Linked DNA regions of Sus scrofa: all the other regions are linked to region 3. Evidence: chromatin contacts called from public Hi-C and HiChIP or PLAC-seq data. All regions are on one chromosome and are shown on one strand. Each heading gives the region's core, a stretch centred on a gene start, on an enhancer-like site or on the middle of the called end of the contact. The rest is flanking DNA. Distances are from core to core; before and after follow the strand shown. Region 1 overlaps DLC1 (rho GTPase-activating protein 7). Region 2 overlaps DLC1 (rho GTPase-activating protein 7). Region 3 has its middle 33 kb from the start of DLC1. Region 4 overlaps DLC1 (rho GTPase-activating protein 7).

The links. Hi-C and Micro-C count contacts between places; a contact is called where the count stands out from the background. HiChIP or PLAC-seq counts read pairs in DNA pulled down with a chosen protein or histone mark.
Region 1: a contact with region 3 is called in an H3K27ac HiChIP or PLAC-seq map of skeletal muscle. The contact joins two enhancer-like sites. A contact is called at or near these places in 1 of 5 promoter capture datasets (liver), 28 of 47 Hi-C or Micro-C datasets (adipocytes, alveolar macrophages, brain and 16 more) and 1 of 2 datasets of contacts at active chromatin or transcription factors (skeletal muscle).
Region 2: a contact with region 3 is called in a Hi-C map of adipose tissue, with 3 times the contacts expected there. The contact joins two enhancer-like sites. A contact is called at or near these places in 5 of 47 Hi-C or Micro-C datasets (adipose tissue, embryonic fibroblasts, heart right ventricle and 1 more) and 1 of 2 datasets of contacts at active chromatin or transcription factors (skeletal muscle).
Region 4: a contact with region 3 is called in an H3K27ac HiChIP or PLAC-seq map of skeletal muscle, with 7 times the contacts expected there. The contact joins two enhancer-like sites. A contact is called at or near these places in 3 of 47 Hi-C or Micro-C datasets (embryonic fibroblasts, heart right ventricle and skeletal muscle) and 1 of 2 datasets of contacts at active chromatin or transcription factors (skeletal muscle).

Annotation. Positions count from the first base shown.
Region 1 is chr17:1,433,685-1,438,588 of Sscrofa11.1, forward strand. The region is part of intron 4 of DLC1 (rho GTPase-activating protein 7); the gene reads right to left. Among named protein-coding and RNA genes, the nearest start is that of C17H8orf48, 170 kb to the right of the region's middle. Within about 2 kb of position 2,922, at least 4 of the 83 cell types and tissues checked have an H3K27ac peak or open chromatin away from gene starts, as enhancers often do. A contact at or near this core is called in skeletal muscle, where this site is marked.
Region 2 is chr17:1,497,856-1,502,921 of Sscrofa11.1, forward strand. All of the region lies in intron 2 of DLC1 (rho GTPase-activating protein 7), which reads right to left. Among named protein-coding and RNA genes, the nearest start is that of C17H8orf48, 110 kb to the right of the region's middle. Within about 2 kb of position 3,481, at least 8 of the 83 cell types and tissues checked have an H3K27ac peak or open chromatin away from gene starts, as enhancers often do. A contact at or near this core is called in adipose tissue, where this site is marked.
Region 3 is chr17:1,667,149-1,672,320 of Sscrofa11.1, forward strand. No RefSeq gene overlaps it. Among named protein-coding and RNA genes, the nearest start is that of DLC1, 33 kb to the left of the region's middle. Within about 2 kb of position 2,178, at least 11 of the 83 cell types and tissues checked have an H3K27ac peak or open chromatin away from gene starts, as enhancers often do. A contact at or near this core is called in adipose tissue and skeletal muscle, where this site is marked.
Region 4 is chr17:1,519,356-1,524,061 of Sscrofa11.1, forward strand. All of the region lies in intron 2 of DLC1 (rho GTPase-activating protein 7), which reads right to left. Among named protein-coding and RNA genes, the nearest start is that of C17H8orf48, 88 kb to the right of the region's middle. Within about 2 kb of position 3,141, at least 15 of the 83 cell types and tissues checked have an H3K27ac peak or open chromatin away from gene starts, as enhancers often do. A contact at or near this core is called in skeletal muscle, where this site is marked.

The sequences.
Region 1 (4,904 bases), core at 1,672-4,171, 230 kb before region 3:
TTATAAATCTTTTAAAAAAAAAGGAAAAGGTCCTATATCAGACTAAAAGCATAAAAGAACTTCCCTTATGTGTCTAATTTGCTTACAACTTGAATTAAATTGAACTGAAAGATGCACAGGGGAGCATATAGCTCATGTTCTTGCAATGACCCTTCCAATTTATACAGCAAAGGGGATTATGAATAATCCACGACAACAATCTTCTTCAAACCAGTTAATGAGTAATGTCGTTTATCTGTGTAACTCAGAGATATCTAGAGTAATTGCGAAAAATAATAAATATATGATTGTAACTCATGAAAAACATTGAGACAATTTATATTTTGTGTCCTGCTTTTAAATGTTATCATGTAGTTTTTGCCACATAATTATTTTCTGCTTGGATGGCAATTTTTAAATAAAAGTTTTCAGGTATTTCATAAGAAAAAATTTACACTCAGTATCCAATTGTTTTCAAAAATCTTAAGAACAATAATATTTTAGTCTGAATCTGAAGCAGTTACCCATGGGGCCTCTTCCTGCTGCCCAAGCAGCTCCTAAGTCAGAATGTATCTCTTTAGTCCCCTGGAGTCAGTCTGATTTAATTCCCTTCACCCACGCTTGATCTGACCATTTGAGATCCAATAGGTGTACTTATCCCTGAAATCCATCCTTCTTCTTCCTCTTCTTCTTCTTTATTTTTTTTGCTTTTTTAGGGTTGTACCTGAGGCATGTGGAGGTTCCCAGGCTAGGGGTTGAATCAGAGCTGCAGTTGCCAGCCTACACCACACCCACAGCAATGTGGGATCCGAGCCAAGTCTGAGACCTACACCACAGCTCATGACAATGCCAGATCCTTAACCTACTGAAAAAGGCCATGGATCGAACCCACATCCTCATGGGTACTAATCGGGTTAGTAACCCGCTGAGCCAAAATGGGAACTCTTGATATCTTCTTTCTGCCAGGAAGCTACTGAAGCTTCTAGAGCTCAGCCCCAAACTGAATGTCCAGAACCCCTGGCCAGGCAGAATCCATCCCTGGTCACTGCATTAAACCTCTTCCCCATCACAATTCCCAAGAAATGGACTCATACAGAAGGATGTTTCTTCAGTACTTGTTGGAACTGAGGAAGAAAGAAATCAAGCCAATGATGACAAAAACTTATGTCATGTACACCCCCCAAAATACAAAAAAAAGAAAGTCTAGGCAAACTTCTAAACACTTACATTTTTTTTTAATTCTCTCTGCAAGAATGTAATTATTCATTTTAAACATCTATCATCATCAGTTCTTTTTATTGTGCTCAAATTTGTTTATTTAGAGCTCAACTGAAGTCAACGTATAGGCTATTTTGTAATACTTTGTAATGTGTTCTGACTTAATGTATTTAAAAAAACTTACTTTTAAATATTTTCCCCTCATAAGGGGGATATAAGTCATACCTTTGGCTGGGCCAATCAAGGAACTGAAGGGTGGTACTCATCTAGTTTTGGGTTGTGTGTACCTATCTTTAGTCCTGTCTGAATATAGTTTCAGTCAATGACCAAAAAGTACCACAATAACCTTGAACTTGTGGTTTTATCTTGCTCAGTATGCTTATTTCTCAGATAGCTTTAGAGAAGAAGTGTGTTCCCTGGCAGTCCTAATCACATCTCAGGACACAGACCCCTGTGATAGCATGTTAAAATGAAGTTCTGATCTAAACCCTAAAGTTTGTATTGCAAAAGAGAACTGATAGAGTGGGTGAGAGATTCTTGAACATCTTCTAGACCCATAGAACCTTATGCTCTGCAGTAGGAGTTTCCTGTTCTCCTCTTCCTTTCACATCCCATGACATAGCTGCTAGCAAGTGATGTATACGGTAAGCTAGAAAGGAAAAGGAAGCTGACTCTCTATCTCTAATCTTTCCTGGCTGCAGGCAGACACCTGCATTTCGCAGGATGGACTAGTGGAATGGGGAGAAGCCTTACAGATAAAGGAAGACTGAAATGTTGATTATTAAAGGGATCGAACTTTTTCATTTCTGATTCAAGCCTGCTATATTATGGAATTTAAAATGACTGCATTACTTAACAGTATCTAGAAAGAGCTGTGGGAGTCCCTGAGTTTTTGTCTAAGCGAGGGAGGGAGAAAAGCAGCTGCTATGGGTGCTTGTTGTGGAAAGGGTAAGAAAAAATTAATTTGTTTTGTGATTTCATTCCAATAGGAGGTACATATTTAACACATTATCACATCCCTAAAAAAAAGATACAGAAAAAGATAATAAATCTTCCCTCAATAAAACGTCTTCCACTAGCCTCTGTTATTCCTTCCTTCCATTATTGCCAAAAACATCCTAGAAGCATGTGTACTTAAATGGGTACATTTTATAACATGTAAATCATATCTTAATAAGGTTGATTTATTAAAAAAAGCACTGATTTTTCTTCTCATACCTACTTCTGCTTCTCTATTCTCTTAGTGACCCTGCCATTTACTTGCTTTTCCAAGATATAAATTTTGAATCCACCTTTAATCCTTCCTTCTCTCCTCCTTTGCAAAACACTATCAGTTCTACTTCCACTAGTGTATCTTCTCTGCTCCTTATCACTGTTCTCTTCAGGCCACCACTCTCCTGGGCCTAAATCATTATCACAAAAGCTTATCTGCTCTTCCCAGCTCCTTCTGATGTCTCCTAAAACCCCACACTCTGATTCTGCTTTTTTTCCTGCATTTGTGAGATTCTCGTTCTTTAAAATATAAACCAAATGACTTTATTTTCTCGTTTAAAAGCCATCCCCATATTTCTCTTAAGGTATATGTTTTGGTCAGGGTATTGAAAGTTATCCACAAATTCGTCCAAAGGCTATTCTAGCTGCCTTTTCTGCTAGGTGTAGTTATGTATCCCATTCTTTTCTCAAGCTAGATTGCTCAATATACCCTGAGTGGACTAATATTTTTGTTTTCTGATGCTCATTACATGTTATTTCTCTTCTTTTTTGGTCATCTGGGAAAGACCACATTCCATTGTCAATGCCTCTGGGAAGTCTTACCTAAGGGTTCCCAACTTCTCTGAAAGAAATAATACATTTTTTTAACATTCAAACTTAGATTTGCTAATGACTTTAATATGGTACTAAGTACATCTTTTCATAACCACATATTTGGGTCTCTGTTTCTTTCATCACAGACTGCTCCCCGTGAAGCTGAAGGCCATGACATGTGTGGTCTAAGCAGCTGCTCCTAGGGCTAATGCATCAATTCCCCTACTGCTGGGAAAAGTGGCTGCCAATGGCTGCAGCTGTTTCCCCTGAGAAATGCCCTTCACAGCCAGGACTGCCTCATTCAATATTACATCACTTTCTAGGGGCAGCATAAGACCCATAGTTGACTGGTGCAGGGATCCAACCTCCTTGTCTCAATTTGGGACAACCCTGAAGGGCCACACAAGCTCCAGAGAGCTCCAGAGAATCAGCTGAGGCTGTAATTGTTACTGCATTGTAGCTCAACCAACTCCGCCCTCTGCCTTCCTCACTTCCATGCATGTCCATCTCCCAAGAACACTCACCAATAAAGCTACTCTGGGCAATTTTTGGCCCCAGAGTCTGATTCCAAAGATTCCAATCATGTAATTTCCCCATCTTTTTTTCCTTAAATTTTATCCTAGTGCCTAGCACAGTGGCCATATTGAGTTCTTACAGTTTAATTTTTTTTTGAAAAAAAAAAAAGAATTGTTTCATAACATTAATGTTCATAACTTTAAAAGTATTAGAGTTCAGCTACATTATAAATTAGAAAGGCTTTGTTTAATAAAATGTAGAATAATTTCATAAGGACATGAATATATCTGTTAGATATATTACACATGGCTAATAATGTTCTTTACATTCTGATTAAGGTAAGTTGTTCAAATGTCTAATACATATTTTAAAAATTCATATTTACTAGAAATGAAAAAATTCTCTCTAACAAATATGCAAGTCTTTTTGGTCAATGTAACTATATAAGAGAATATTAAAAATGCTGACAAAAATATATGTAGACATCATGGTATTAATAATATTGTTAATAGTATTGTTAATAATAATGTTAATATATTAACATCATAGTGTTAATAATATTCCATTTAATACAGAAAAATCTATAAGTTTGCTATAAGTAGGGAGAAGATTGCCCAATCTTGATATATTCATGAAGCTCAAAATGTAAAATTTAATACTTAGTAAATATTTGTGTAGCAAATACATTTAAGTGGAAATTAAATTAGCTCTGAATTCTAAATGTTTTTATCAATCTAAAGTTATTTAAAATTCTGATTTGACTCCCCAATAGACAGTAAAAAAAAAAAAAAGTGAAACTATCTACAGTCTGATGTCTGAACTATAGAATGTAATGATCTGGACCAGCAGAAATTCCAGATACAGGCTAAGTCAAGTTGCTCTGATCTGGAGTCTGCTCTCTCCCAAATGTGTTTGTTTCTTTTCTTTTCTTTTTTTTTTTTTTTGTTTTTTTAGGGCTGCACCTGTGGCATATGGAGGTTCCCAGGCTAGGAGTCTAATCGGAGCCATAGCTGCCGGCCTACACTGCAGCCACAGCAACGCCAGATCCAAGCCACATCTGCAACCTACACCACAACTCATGGCAACGCTGGATCCTTAACCCATTGAGCAAGGCCAGGGTTCAAACCAGCAACCTCATGGTTCCTAGTCGGATTCGTTTCCGCTGCACCACTACAGGAACTCCTGTTTTTGTTTCATGGCACTCAGATCTCATGACTTAGTGATGATGAAACTTTAGCAGTGAACATGCCCCTCCGGCAGCAGAGAAGTTCTAGGGGTAGCTTCACCAGGATGCTTTTGGAAATGTAGCAGACATATATAATAAGAGGCTGTCTGGACCCAAGAAAAAATTCCCCAATATTTTTCTCACCCACATAATTTGTTTA
Region 2 (5,066 bases), core at 2,231-4,730, 170 kb before region 3:
TTTCTACAAAACATACACATACTAAATAACAAAGTGTGGTAAAGGGACTTAAAACACAAATAAATATATTCTTTTTGGGAAAAATATACTAGGAAATTATGGATCCAGGGAGGATAAAAGCAAAATGTGAAAAATATATGGAATTTCATTTAGATAAAAAAATTTTTAGTTGACATCTTCCAAGATAATATTCATGTAATTGATGATTTTCAGTACTTTTATTTTGGAATAGTTTTTATGGGGTTTCAGTTGGATCAACATCAGTAAATTGGGGGGAAAAGACAGAAACTACAGTATTTGAACTAAGTGGAAGTCAAAGCCTGTCTCCAAGATGGATGCGTGATAAGGGACTTGATTGACTTAAAAAAGTACTAGGATCTGACAAATGAAAATTCAGTACAAAACATCCTGCCTTGAATGTGACATAGAGCAACCTTGGGGAGAAGTTCCATTTAAGGCTATTAGTTGTATAGATAATTATGAAATTTTCAAATGCACTACACTCCCTAAATTAAAGTAGTCACTCAGCCTATAAAGTCCATCAAAAATAAAAGGGAAAAGGCTAGGACATTCATGTACAAAGTCCTGTATTTTCCAAACTGCATATTTAAAAGATAGGAAAAAAAGAAGGCAGAGGGCAAGAAAGAAGGAAAGAAAGAAGGGAAGGAGGAAGGAAGGAGGGATGAGAGGGAAGGAGGGAGGGATAAAGAGAGGAATAAAGCAGACAGGAAGAAGGAAAACGAGAAAGATTGAAGCATAAAAGAAGGGAAGAAGTGGGGAAAGAGAGAGAGTAACTGCTTCATGATTTGATCTTAGGGCACATTCTTGGTGTGTTTCCACTTTTGTCCCCAAGACAGTAGGCAGTTGGCCACAGATTGTTATACTCATTATCTCTTTAACCAGGAACAGAAAGCAGAATTATTTTGGAGGAGAGTGATCTGAAGACAGAAGCAGGAAGATCTAGGCACTAACAAACTCAAGCCTGTATTTCAGAGATAAAAGCACAAACGCACAGTCTAGATCTTCACTGAGCTTGTGAACCACAGAATGGAACATCGGCTGCAAGGCTCGGAATATCTGACTTACTGCCCTAAACCCAACAGTATAAACATAGGCACAGAGGAAAGAACCACCAATTATTAAAGCTATCGCCTAGGACAACCCCAAAGATCAGAACATCTCGTTAATTCCACAAAAGCCACAGTAATGAGTAGGGACAGAATTAGTATCTATGACATGCCGGTGACTACAGACTTAACCTGACATTACTGTAGGGAGGCCTCTTTTTGTGAGTGATATCATCCTACCCTGAGGTGCAACAGCTGTAAAAGAAAGCAAAACAAAGCAAAAATAACCCAGACATCTTTCTTTTTCTAGGTTGAAATCCTGAGGAATCTGCATACTCAGCACCTAAGACTTTTCCAAGGAGCCAAATCTAATTCAGCATATTTTACTTCCAACTAAGAAATACAAAGAAATGCAATTTCAAACCCTTGTGCCCATATTCGGTATACTTCATTTCAAAGGAAGTCTTAAAGAATCCAAAGCAAAGAGTTACGGGATGATTTAAGTTAGCTTTATGATATTCAGTGAAAAAATGATAAGATAGCCTCCAAAAAGAGTAAAACAATGAAATGGACAAATGTTCCACAAATGAGAACAGAAAAACCTGAAAAATGATGACAGAAAATAACAGTTACCCTCAAGATCAATGAAATTTCTACCTTGCTCATCTTTACTGTCATAGTGCTATTCAAACAACAATCCCCAGGATAAAAAAATATATAAAGTATTCCAGCAACACTGTAATAGTATTTAATCTCATACATAATATAGTGTTTTGGGGAATTTTAAATACTTACTTGTTTTCTTTCTCTGTTATTTTCAAATTGTGAGGAATGAAAAAATAACATTCATTTTATGTTTTTATCTCTTGATTTCTACAAACCCTTCCAAATGGGAAGAACTGTTATTGGAAACCATGGCCTGGGTTTGTTCATTTAGTCATGACTAAGTTTTAAATCATCATGCACTTGAGGCAAAAATTTCGGCCCCGTGTAAATTAAAACAAAACAAAAGCCAGAGAAAAAGAAAACAACAACAATGAAACAACTAGGCCTCAGTTCTCATGTTTCTTGTGACTTTAAAATGGTTCCCCAAACTTTTACTGTGTTCAGGGCTCCAGGCTTCACTGCATTGAGTAACATGTATGCTATAAATTCAACTTACTAGCAACCTATTTTTCAAATGTTGATATTTTTAGAATCAGAATACAATTCGTTTGCCCTAGAAATAAAATGATGCCCTTGGAAGTCAATTCATCTCCAACATTATTTTTAGAAAACATTTTTGTGCATTCATGTAATTCTAATGTTTTCTTATTAAGTACATGATTTATACGACTAACTCTTTGTGACATTGAGTGCTATCTATTTGGCATGTTTTAGATTTGGTTCAGGTGAATGCGTGGTTATAAAGCATTTATCTTTCATATATTTTCACATTTTTCATCTTTATTGACCAGATGTGGGAAGATGGGATTTTTGTCCATGTTATCCGACTTCAGAGCCTTTGCTGTTTTCTGCCCCTCAATACTATTTTAGAAAAAAAAAAGTTGCTTGTTAGATACTGCCTTTATTTCTTCTGGGTGATAAATAGTACAATAAAATAATCTTCCTAGAGATTGTCAGTTTTCGTTTATGCAGAGGATAGGCTAAGATTTAGGTACAAATCAGAAAATAATTTTTTTTCTAGTGTTAACTGCTATTCTGGAATGGATGATGTGGTTGCAGTTGCTTGCCTTTTATTTTTATTTTTTAAATTTTATGTCTTTTTTTCTTTTCAATGAGACCTGCCAATTTGGTTTTCCTGATCCTTTGAGCATACTTTGCAAACTAATCTCAAACTTTAAAATGCCCTGTTGCTTTCATATTTTTTCTTTTTTTTTTTAAATTCTATATTTATTTATTTATTTATTTTCCCGCTGTACAGCATGGGGAGCAAGTTACTCTTACATGTATACATTTTTTCCCCACCCTTTGTTCTGTTGCAATATGAGTATCTAGACATAGTTCTCAATGCTACTCAACAGGATCTCCTTGTAAATCTATTCCAAGTTGTATCTGATAAGCCCAAGCTCCAGATCCCTCCCACTCCCTCCCTCTCCCATCGGGCAGCCATGAGTCATATTTTTAAGAAAACTTATATGTGCATTCTATCAGGCTCTGAAATATTTTTGAATCGTGTATGTGTAAATCCTCCTAAACCATATTCCCAGGATGGTGACGTATGTGAAAGATTCAAGGCCCAAGATATTGGCATTATGGATAACTAAAACGTTAATAATTTTTTTTTTATTCTGATGAGCCCAAATTTTGAAATAAAACTCTTCTTGGAAACTAACTCTAGTGGACTTGCTCAACATCAGTGATTATGGCTGGGCAGGCCTCTGACCAGGTGACTCACTCTCCTTCGCAATTGCTCAGCTTATGCTTCATCACTGTGGGTATCCACTGACACTCAAACGGAAAAAAGCTTGGTAATGAATCATGAAGTCCTGGAATAGAAGTGTATTTTCAAGCGATATTCATGGGATTTCCCAGGATCGAAAGAATAGTTTCTCTCCTCTTAAAATTTCTTTTAGGAGTAGTGTCTACGTTATCCTTAAAATGAATCCCACCCTTCTCCTTTCTCCTTAGTGTTCAGTATTTACTTGTTCATTTTAAATCAGAAACACTCTATCTTGGTTGAGAACATTCGGGGTCACAGGTGATGTCATTTCTAACATACTGCTACAAATGCACAGTAACGGATTTGACAACGAAGGCAACACCATTTTTTCTCAACCATTTCTGGGCTTGACCAAGGTTTTTGGGCATTTGCGCTTGAATCCTTTAGCCATTTGGTTTTGAGACCCAGATGAACTCAGGCAGTTAAGGCCAGTTTGCTGGCACTTCATGGATTACTGAAAAAACCAATTTAATGAACATCTTGTACCTTACAAGCCACAATCATTCCAGAGGTTAACCTTACGAAGCAATTAAGAAAAATCGTCCCAGTATTGTGAAATGACCTAGAATCAGAGATCAGTGGGCTTGACAAAGACTCTTTTTATGTAGAAAGCTAAGTATACAGTTGGACTTGAGTAAATAATAGTCTTTGGAGATGTGGAGATTGGCAGATAGCTCAGCTCTGATGGAGTTGATATAATAGGGAGAGATAGAGGTAAGCTTTGCCTTTGCTAGAGAAAGAACAAAGGAAGGTCATTTTGAAATTCGTGAATCAATATTTCCAGTGTCAAATGAGGGATAATTGTCTCTTTCAAAGAAGAAAATGTATTGGTATTGTTTTAATTAACTCAAGAAGTATAATTTTCAAAATGTATTAATTACTGGATATTGTATGCATATTGACAAACATAGCTCAGGATTTAGGAATCTGACATGGGAAGAGTGAATCCTGTGTTGTCCCTTTGCATGCTAGTGGCAAGTTGAGATGTGATGTGAAGAAAAATTAAATCTTATCAAGAACACAATAGGGTATTGTCTAACTGAGGAATACTTTTCGACTTAGTGGCAGTTATAACTCTGTAATACCCAATCAAAAACTTCTCCAAATTTATATTTCTGTGAAAGTTTCAGCAATTATATGTGCCACTGGGATTCTCAGTTTTTAGTCCTGAATCTTATTCATAATACATAATTCATCTTTTGACATCATTTTCTTATTAACTTAGGAAAATATGTACTTAAAGAATCAAGGAGAAATTCTGCAATAAAATATATTAAAATTAGAAGTAATGAAAGTTAAGAGGTTTAGCATAAAAATAAAATTAATATTAGAATTTGAAAAGTAAATTTATTTTTAACTGAAATGATGCACTTTATTTTTCTGAGCATTTTTTCTTTTTTGAGCACATAACTTAATATTTTGAAGTGTTTGTATTTTAAGTCGGAAAAGTTTTTCTGAATAATCTTGCAAAATTAACAGCCATAGAACAAATTTTTCCAAATAATATCATCATCACAATAAAATAAAAGATACATATATATGTGTGTGTATGTGTG
Region 3 (5,172 bases), core at 928-3,427:
TATTTCAGAAGAATGAGAAAGTAATACCCAACAATAAAAATGGAGATAAATGGACTTTTTCCAGCTTGTAAAGCCTTTATTGAAACATAAGTTACATAAGATAAAATACACATATTTGAAGTTTGTGGAATTTTAACACATATATGTGCTTTCAGCTACACTTTTGAGGGAACACAATCAGGACATAAAGAAATCTTTTGGATAATAAAAACTTTTTTTAAAATAAAAATGAAGTCTTAGAAAATAAATTGAGGTCAAACTTCTAGAATATAGGACAGACTAGATATAGTGACAGAAAACTTAAGAGGCATAGAGGATCACTGCAATCTCCAACTATTAAATATTTTAAAAAGTGAAGAATATTAGTGATATAAAATGATATTGCATAGTTTCATGAGGGAAAAATAGGATTTAGGAAATAGTAGAGCCAACCTGAAGTAACATTAAAGGGACTTCTTAGATGGTCAGATAGGCAGTAGGCCCACAAAACCAGAATGAGAAGCATTGATGGAATTATTTGTGACTAACCTCTCTGGGGGTAAAAATAGGTGGTCTAAAATACGATTGAAACTTTAGAAAAACTTGAGAATATGATGCAAGTGAGTAGAGATTTAAAAAAATTTTTTGTTGTTGATAAACTCCACTAATTGACCCATTTCAGAGATTAACCAGACAGAGCAGAACATAGCTATTATCAACTCTGCTGATATAAAACTTAAATGCATAGTTGACATATGTGAAAGGGAAAGGAGAATGGAAGGAAAGGTAGGAAAGAGAAGTTCCTCATTTCACAAAGTTCCTCATTTCCTATCATTAATGGATCAAGAAAAAGTGGTTTAAATCGATTTTTTAAAGTTGCAACAGTAACCAGGGAAGCATCTATAAGCAAAGAATTACTGTTGGAAAGAAGGAGCAGGAAAACTAAAGCTTAGGATAGGTGAATTCTCTCTTTTCCTGTTAGAAACTCAATAAATAATGTCAGTAATCAACAAAACAAAAACCTCAGTATAAATACATGATTCAGAAATGAAGAGATAATCACCAGATAATGAATTGAGAACAACAAATGATTTTTGTCTCTGAAAGCAGAAACAGAAAAATAGTGATTAGGACTGCAACTTGTTTTTAATTCTAGATTTTCTAGAAATATTTGAGTTTTTAAACCACATGTATGTTTTGTGTATTTCTTTTCTTTTTTTCTTTCTTTTTTTTTTTTTTTTTTTTTTGCTTTTTAGGGCCACACTCATGGCATATGGAGGTTCCCAGGCTAGGGGTCTAATAGGAGCTACAGCTGCTGGCCTACGCCAGAGCCACAGCAATGCCAGATCTGAGTCGCATCTGCGACCTACACCACAGTTCACGGCAATGCAGGATCCTTAACCCACTGAGCAAGGCCAGGGATGGAACGCGTAACCTCTTGGTTTCTATTCGGATTCCTTTCCGATGCACCACAACAGGAACGCTGTTTTGTGTATTTCTTAAAGAAACATTAAAAAAAGTCTGCTACTGAATTTCCCTTTGTGGCGCAGCGGAAACGAATCCGACTAGAAACCATGAGGTTACAGGTTCCATCCCTGGCCTTGCTCAGTGGGTTAAGGATCCTGCATTGCTGTGAACTGTGGTGTAGGTCGCAGATGCGGCTCAGATCTGGCATTGCTGTGGCTCTGGCGTAGGCCAGCAGCTGTAGCTCCTATTAGACCCCTAGCCTGGGAACCTCCATATGCCCTGAGTGTGGCCCTAAAAAACAAACAAACAAACAAAAAGTCTGTTATTGCTAATTAGTAATAGAATTTCTGAAACATTAGATATGTTCAAACATTTTTAATTATGATACTGTTTTTCTTAATATATCTACCTAATATATCCATCTATAACTACTCAGTAAAAATGTGAATGTGATAAAAAGTATATCTGTATTCCAAATAGAAATGGTGCCATTACCTTGGAAGAAAAAAAGCAATAGATTTAGAATTGAAAAAGAAAAACACTGGGATAATTTCCTGGAGTGTGCCTCAGTTGATAATTATTTATCTTATTTGTATGTTCTTTCTTATTGCTAGGCAATTGGGATATTTATACAACTACATCATAGCTTTTTATTATTATGTGCTGGAAACTTTGATAATAAAATGAGAGCTCATCTTGCTTGCTAAACTCAACTGAGAACAACTTTAGTAAAAAAAAAAAAAAATTGGAAGAATTAAGGAAGCAACCAGCCAAACACTAATAAAAATCAGATGCACTATAAACTGCACAAGATCTGAATATAATCTGTTCTTTGTTAACATCAAATAACTATTCAGTAGCTTGAGATTTCAATTCACTATATATCAGGGATATTCAAAAGTTGTTAGTGATGAATCACATAGCAAAGTAAATTAAGGCTACTAATCGATTATGTTTTATATATTGCCATTTCTTGATGTCAGGTTATCCATTCACTTCTGGATGATTTTTAATTGAAATAAACTTGTATTAAGGTTAAAAAATATGATCTTTATTATTCAAGATTATTTGTAGCAATATGTTCATATGGTTGGCACTTTTTACATTCCAGAGCATTAATATTGCACAAACTGAATTGGCATGCACTTATTTCTTGGCCAATAATAACTTCCATGGCATGTGACTATGAAGGCATGAACCTGAAAGCGATCCAAGAACTTTCACATCTCTGAGGGACCATGGAAAGGAACAAGCAGACTCTGACCAGAGCTATTTACTTTTTTAAAAAAGTAGATATTTATTAAATGTTTACTTGGATCCAGTTTCTGCACATTTAAAACATGCCCTGGAATCAGGATGATATACTTTGACATTGATTTTGGTTACTTTGCCCTGGGAAGGTGCTATAAAATCCAGAATCCTTGGGTTGATTTCTTCTATTTTGACGTCCTTGTTTTTCCCTCTGACCTGTCACACAATTTCCATTTTTGATCTACATAATTATGCAATTCTCAAATAATGTTCTTAATGGCCAACTGCAAGAGAGAGAGCACCCAGTATTTAGGCAAGGGTACTTTCTGATTAAGTTATCCTTTAATTGATCACCCCATGTTTACTCTAACCCACTTTATTACATTGGAGATAATTGTATATGACCTCCAAATTCTCAAATGTCACATAACGATCTGGTGATGGCTGGGACATGGAGACGGGGATGGCATACTCTAGGAGGCTGGCCTTGACCAATATTTATTAACTGCTTTCTGTGCCTCTTTCAGTTAAGATGTATCAAGTTCACAATTTTTGCATGTTGCAGGGAAGCGCAATTTGGAATAATATCCATTAGAGTCAATTGCTGTGGAATATGTTGCCTTCCCCACATAGTTACACACTAGGAACTTTCAAATCACAAAACATATAGGCGAAAACATATGGAGAACTGGGAAAGGAGAAGGAAGAGGAGGGGGAGAGAAAAGGATATATGTGGATGATGATGATCTCCCTTAACTTATCAAACATGGTAAAGCAGCCATCTGAGAGTGCATTTCATTTCTGAAATCCTTAGAAAATATCCTTAGACGTCAACCCTTTACTTGAAGATCAAGCTGTTCTTTCTCACACTATTTTTTTCCATGCATGATATGCATGATTGTAACTTAGAATATGCTGCAAGTATTTGGGTTAATGGAGAGGTGCTCCCAAAGCCCCTGGACTTAATTTTTAAAACATTTAAAACCTAATTTTTAAAAGGTTAAATTACTGCTCCTACAGGGCATCTTTTTCCAGGCACCCTCTTAGATGGTTGCTGGATTTCCATGGGTGTTGAGGAAGGGCATGGTCACTGGCTTTGCCAAGGCCCTTGGAGATCTGCAGTCAGGCACCCTTCCTGGTGGAAACCAAGCTGGTCACCAACTCCTGTACATCCCTAACACTTTATGTACTTGGGAGATCTTATTATGACTTATTATGCTATTCTTAAAATGTCTTTTTCTCTTGGTAATTAATGCAAACTTTTGAAATGTCCTTGAATAATTATTTTTTAAGACTTGTAAACATAGGGAATTCCTGGGAAACTACAGCGTTGTTTAATTTTGGCAAAGATGGACTAGAATGTGACCTTTTAACCAAGTAATGGATTTGAATTTCATTTCATTTTGAACTGGTATGAGGTACAGGAGGTAATTGCCATCTCATCATTTTAAAAGGTGTTACTAAAAATCTTACTTGGACACAGGAAGCTAGATTACACTTCTCTATTGAGCCAGTTGATTGAACTTTATCAGGCAAACTCACAAACTCCAGTTTGAAAAGTGAGTGAAAGAAAAACCCCAAATGAAACAGTCAACTAATCTGTTCCTTGGTTTCCAAAATATCTTGTATCTTCCATAATTTTTAAAAAACATGTTATTGATCTGATTATTTTTGGTAGACTAGAAAATAAATTTTAACAGAGCAGTAGAACTTTTTTCAACCACGGTAGTTCTTTTCTCTGTTTTTTAATTGTAAAAATTAAATCATACTATAAAAAGCTCAATTATCCATAATGACAGAAATCTAACAAGGCTATTCCAATTTTTCCTATTCTTTGCTTATCTTTGGCAGGAGCTTTTAGTGGGCACAGAAACATGCCTTAAGTCCTTTTTAGGCTGATATGACAAAAGGAATTCAAAAAGGGAAATCAAGAGAAAAAAAAGAGTGAAAAGATTGCTGTTTCCAGCAGGGCAATCTTCCCAAAAGTAATTCCTTTTGGCCCCAAATAAAAGGGACTAGATAAGCAATTCCTCCCACCATCCTGGGAAAAGTGCAGAGCGTGCTGATTTTGCAATCCACTCAGAAAGGACTGTGGGAATTATGATACTTGAAATGTGGTCAAGGTGAGACTGTGAAGGGTCATCCATTTATTCATTCATTCCTTCACTGATGCAAACTTTTACTGAGAACCTACTATGTGGTGTACTTTGTCCTATGTACTAGTAAGTTAGAGGTGAATAAAATACTGTTTCTGGCCATGCAAAGTTAATAGTTATTTGGAAGATGTTGAAATGTGCAAACAGATAAATAACAAAACAACATGGTGACTAGAGATTACCATACTAGTGAAGTAAGTCAGAAAGAGAAAGACAAATACCATATATCACTTATGTACGGAATCAAAGATATAGCACAAATGAACCTATTTACAAAATAGAAACAGACTCATAGACATAGGAAACAGACTTGTGTGTG
Region 4 (4,706 bases), core at 1,891-4,390, 150 kb before region 3:
TTTTCTTTACATATTTTTAGTCTATTTATTTGTTTTGTAGTTTACAACCATTACATTTTCAGGGTGAACTGAAACTTTTATCAATATTAGTGATTTACAATTTTGTGTGGTGATTTTAATAATTTCTTTGCCTTAAATATCTTTATTTCTTTTATTTATCTTTTATATTTTCCTTTTCCTTTCCAAGTCCTTAGTTTTACAGCATTTGGTAGGAATATTTTTTCCCATATAATAAACTTTTAACTGAATATTGAAATCCGTTGACATGTATTGTGATTATTGATATAATTGATATCACTTCCTTATTCTACCTCCTTATATAATCAATAATTAGATTCTGTCATACCATGTTAACATTTAACATTTTTCTATTTTATTTATTCCATATTTAATATATTCTGCATTTATTTGGGTACTGATTGAATTTTTTAACTTATTTGTATCCCATTTTGTTCTCTGCAATTTATTCACCCAAGTCCAGTCCTTCAGTAATCATTCTTGAAATCTTACCATTTATTTTTAGTATGGCAAATTTATGTTATAAAATCTAAAGGTGAAAAAAATCTTAATTTAACCCCTACTTTCCTGAGACGTACAAGAAACTTTGAGCTTTTTAACTCTGAACTCCCCTCTTCTGATATATCCTCAGTTGCAGAAGCTGTCTTCTCTGTTTTATAATTTGTAATTGAATATCATTCTTGATCTTAGTAGATGTGAATTCTGTGGTCATAATTTGAGAACTGGGGATTTGTTTTTTTTGGCTGGAGAGGCTTTGCTTATGCCAGGGGCTAGGAGATACTAACAAACTTGAGGGGCTTAGCTTAGCTTGGGCTCCCCTTCCCATCCTAAAGTTGGCTCAAGACTCAGTTTCCCAGCTGTAATGCTGCTCTTAGTACGTGTCCTCAGCAACCCTATTCTTCCCTGCTGCCCACTACTCAGGCTCCCATCAAAGTTCCAGGTCTTTCTTTTGCCCGTAGCTCATGAAGAGATGCTCACTGGTGGTCTTCCCTACCCTTCGTGAAACCCATGGCATCTAAAAAAGTCCTTTCCAGGGTTTAGGTGGACTGAAACAGGAAGTTCCTTTTGGGCCACCCTGCTTAAAGGGAAGTCTCCTTTTCAACCATTTTAATAATATAGTAAAGTAAAAATTATTACATCTTTACCTTGAAGAAGTTTTGACACAGAGAGGCCAACTTACACAAGACACAGCAGCAATTTAAGAGATTAGCCTCTCAACTTTGCTTTTTCACTTCAATTCCATATTCTTTTTGATTGTAAAACAAATAAAAAGTAAAAAATGATTGTGCAAAGCAATAACACACTGATGCTGAGGGGAGGTAGAATGAGGATGTGATCAGAGTTTTTGTTCTCGCAGAAGCAATTGTTTTTAAAGAATATGTGGAATTCAGTTACATGTATACTACTTCTCATATTTTCCTAGTAACACCAACCCCTTTCATTATCAATTCCCATGAGTCAGATCATCATCATCAACTTACTCTAAACAGTATAAAATTAATGCATGTTCTTGCATAGGAATTCATTTATTTGTCTCCCTTGTGACAGATTTTGTGATAATAATTTTCCATGCTTAGGACTCACTGTTACCCTAACTCTGCCAATAGATGCAACTGCAGATGAAATAACTTCCTCAGTGTCACAATCTAATATGTGGCGAGATCCAAGAATCAAACTGAATTTTGTCTCTTTCCAGAATCCACTCTCTTGCCCTTTCTATCTTTTATGAATTTTGTGCAGCAGCCCAGCTTTCTAGGAGTGAGAAAGAACTGCACAGTGATTATGCTCTGAAGAGTAGCGCTGTCTGTAAGATTTCCATAGGCCCACATTCCAATGCATAGGTCAAAGAGTAAAAGTTCCTTTTCCTTTTTTTTTTCGATTTTATAAATAAACCACAGTCTTGGAAGTTCTGGAAGTCATCTATATTTTAAATAAAGCCTTAAAAAGTGAGATCAATATAGCTTTTCTAAAAGATCCTATGTATTCCATTAGAATTGGGTTTTCACATTAATGCCTGGTCCTAGTGCCCACACCATGTCCAGAATAATGAGATTTGGAGCCCTAACTCACCAAGTTCTGAACAAAAGCTCTGATATTTAATTGCTCTGTGACCTGGAATTATGTTCCTTATTTGTCAATGCCTTAGTTTTTTCATCTACCACTTTCTATGTAATGTGTAAGTTGTTAATGATGATTAAATGAGATAATACACATAAAGAGTCTGGATCTGGTGCTGGCAGATAGCTAATGCTCAAATAGCAGAAATTATAGGAATTTCAAAGATAAAGTATAGATAGTGTGATTTGCAATATCCTAAACTTTTTATTGAAGTTTGTATTTGTTATTGTATTGTTAACATGAAATTTGTATTTCATGTTAAGATTAACATGAAATATTTCAATAAGAAATAATGATAAATATTACTGAAATACATAACCTTCCTAATTTGACATGATTTTGACCTTCTAAACAACTTTAGTTGTTCAAGTTGCATGGCTATGGAAGTATGATATTGCTTTGCTAAAATCTATGCAGATCTTTAAATTATCTAAAGCCCTTGAGTTTTTCCGAAGGGAAAGCATAAATTGTGAAAAGAATTAAATATATAGGCGACTCTAGTTTTTATCCACCAGAACAGTGGTATAATAGCTCAGTATTCTAGGATAACATCTGGACAGGGCAGCTTATTTTGTATAAAAAGTGGCAATTGGATGTCCCTTGATTTTTCTCTCATTTATATAAAGCACTGCCTAACAATAAATCAGCTTGTGTTCAGTCATCCATCCAGCTCCATTTTTTTTCCTTAGTGAACAAAGCTAATTCTACTTGTAGAAGAATTTAATGCAATATTTGAATAAAACAATTCCTTGATACAGCTGAATAAAAGGAAAGCACATTTGCTTTATCTGATATCACTTAAAAGTGAGTCAGAAAAAAGTAATTTATTACCCAAGGGACTTTTATTTTTATTTTGTTATTTGAGCATTATGTGCTAGGTAACTATTCTAATGGCCTTTTAGTATAAAGAATGGCTTTCAGCAAAGTCCCTGGAAGGCTCCTTGCAGATTCCCTCGCCCCATCTACTCCCACCCACTTCCTTGGGTGACATCAGCACGAGGCCTTTCCCCCGAAGGAGATCTCAGGGCTGAGGGGCAGTCATGAAGCTCTCCCACTCTGGGACCACAAAAATCCCCAAAGTTTCTTAGCTAACACCCTTTAAAAAATTGAGGCCTGTGGAAAACCTACGCACGGAAAGTCTGTTTCTATTTCAGTTGTGTATCAGTTAAGATGGAAAATTTTTAAAGTCCACACAGATGGTAAATAAATTTCTGCTACATGAGGCAGTTCCTGGAATAAAGTAATTTTCTCAAATAACAAGTGCCAACTTATTTTTTTCAGCGGAACTTATTTTTAACTTTCCCAGGGAATGGTTGGGAGGCCGGGAGCAGTGTCCTTCACCTTAGGAATCTGAGTCTCCTTCCAGAAGAAACGATAGCTGTTCTCACTACAGACTTACATGTATGTATACATACACTGAGTGAAGGGGGTGGTTGTTCATTTTCTTAGAGGAGGAGAATGAGGGAGGGAGGGAGAAGATGGAGAATGTCAGAAATATTTATGTTTTCATTCAATGTTTAGTTTTCTATAACTTACTCCAAACAGTATGAAATTAACTCATATCCTTGTGTAGGAATTAATTAACGATCTTGAATTCATGGCCATTAATCCTTTGGAATTCTTCACCCCCTGTTAGGCTTGGCCTGTCCCCAGAAATCTTTAGCATTTGTCTCTGAGGACATAGTTGAAACCCCCTACGGGTTTGCTGGGTCATGCTTCATTGGGGAGAGCCATCCCTGGGCTGCAATTGGCAGCGATTGCATGCATGTTAAACAAAACTATGCCACTTGCTAAAGGGTGATTCAAACATTTCTTGCAGTAACAGAGATTCCCTATTCAGAACAAACACAAAGACTGACTATTAAAAAATTAAATTATGTTGTAACACACTGATGGTTTTAATGCAGATATTATAGCACTCTGCTAACACATAGCCCTTTTTATTAAGTTTATTTTTTCTTTTTGGTAAAACCTTTCACTCAGCACCACAAAGAGTCTACCGATCTATAAGTACATATTAACAGAGTGCCTGTATACTAGTCACTGTAGGAGTAAGGAAAAAAGAAAAACCTGTCTTTACCTTAAAGAGGTTTTAGTCGAAAAGACAAATACAGGCGTACCTCGTTTCACTGTGCTTTGCCTTTTTGTTCTTTGCAGATATTGCAGTTTTTTAACAAATTGAAGGTCTGTGGAAATGCTGTGTGGAGAGAGCCTATGGGCGCCATTTTGCCAACAGCATCTGCTTACTTCCTGCCTCTGTCACATTTCTGTCATTCTCGTGATACTTTGCTTTTTTATTATTGTATTTGTTGTGTGGATCTGTGATCAGTGATCTTTTACATTACTCTTGTAATTGTTTTGACATTTTTAAGCAGTAAAACATTTTTAAATGAAGGTATGTACATTTTTTTTTTTAAAGACTAAATGTTATCCCACACTTAATAGACTACTCTACAGCGTAAACATAACATTTACATACACTGGGAAACCAAAAAATTCATGTGATTTGCTTCATTGCAATATTTGCTTTATCGCAGTTCTCTGGAACCAAACCTGCAACATCTCCAAGG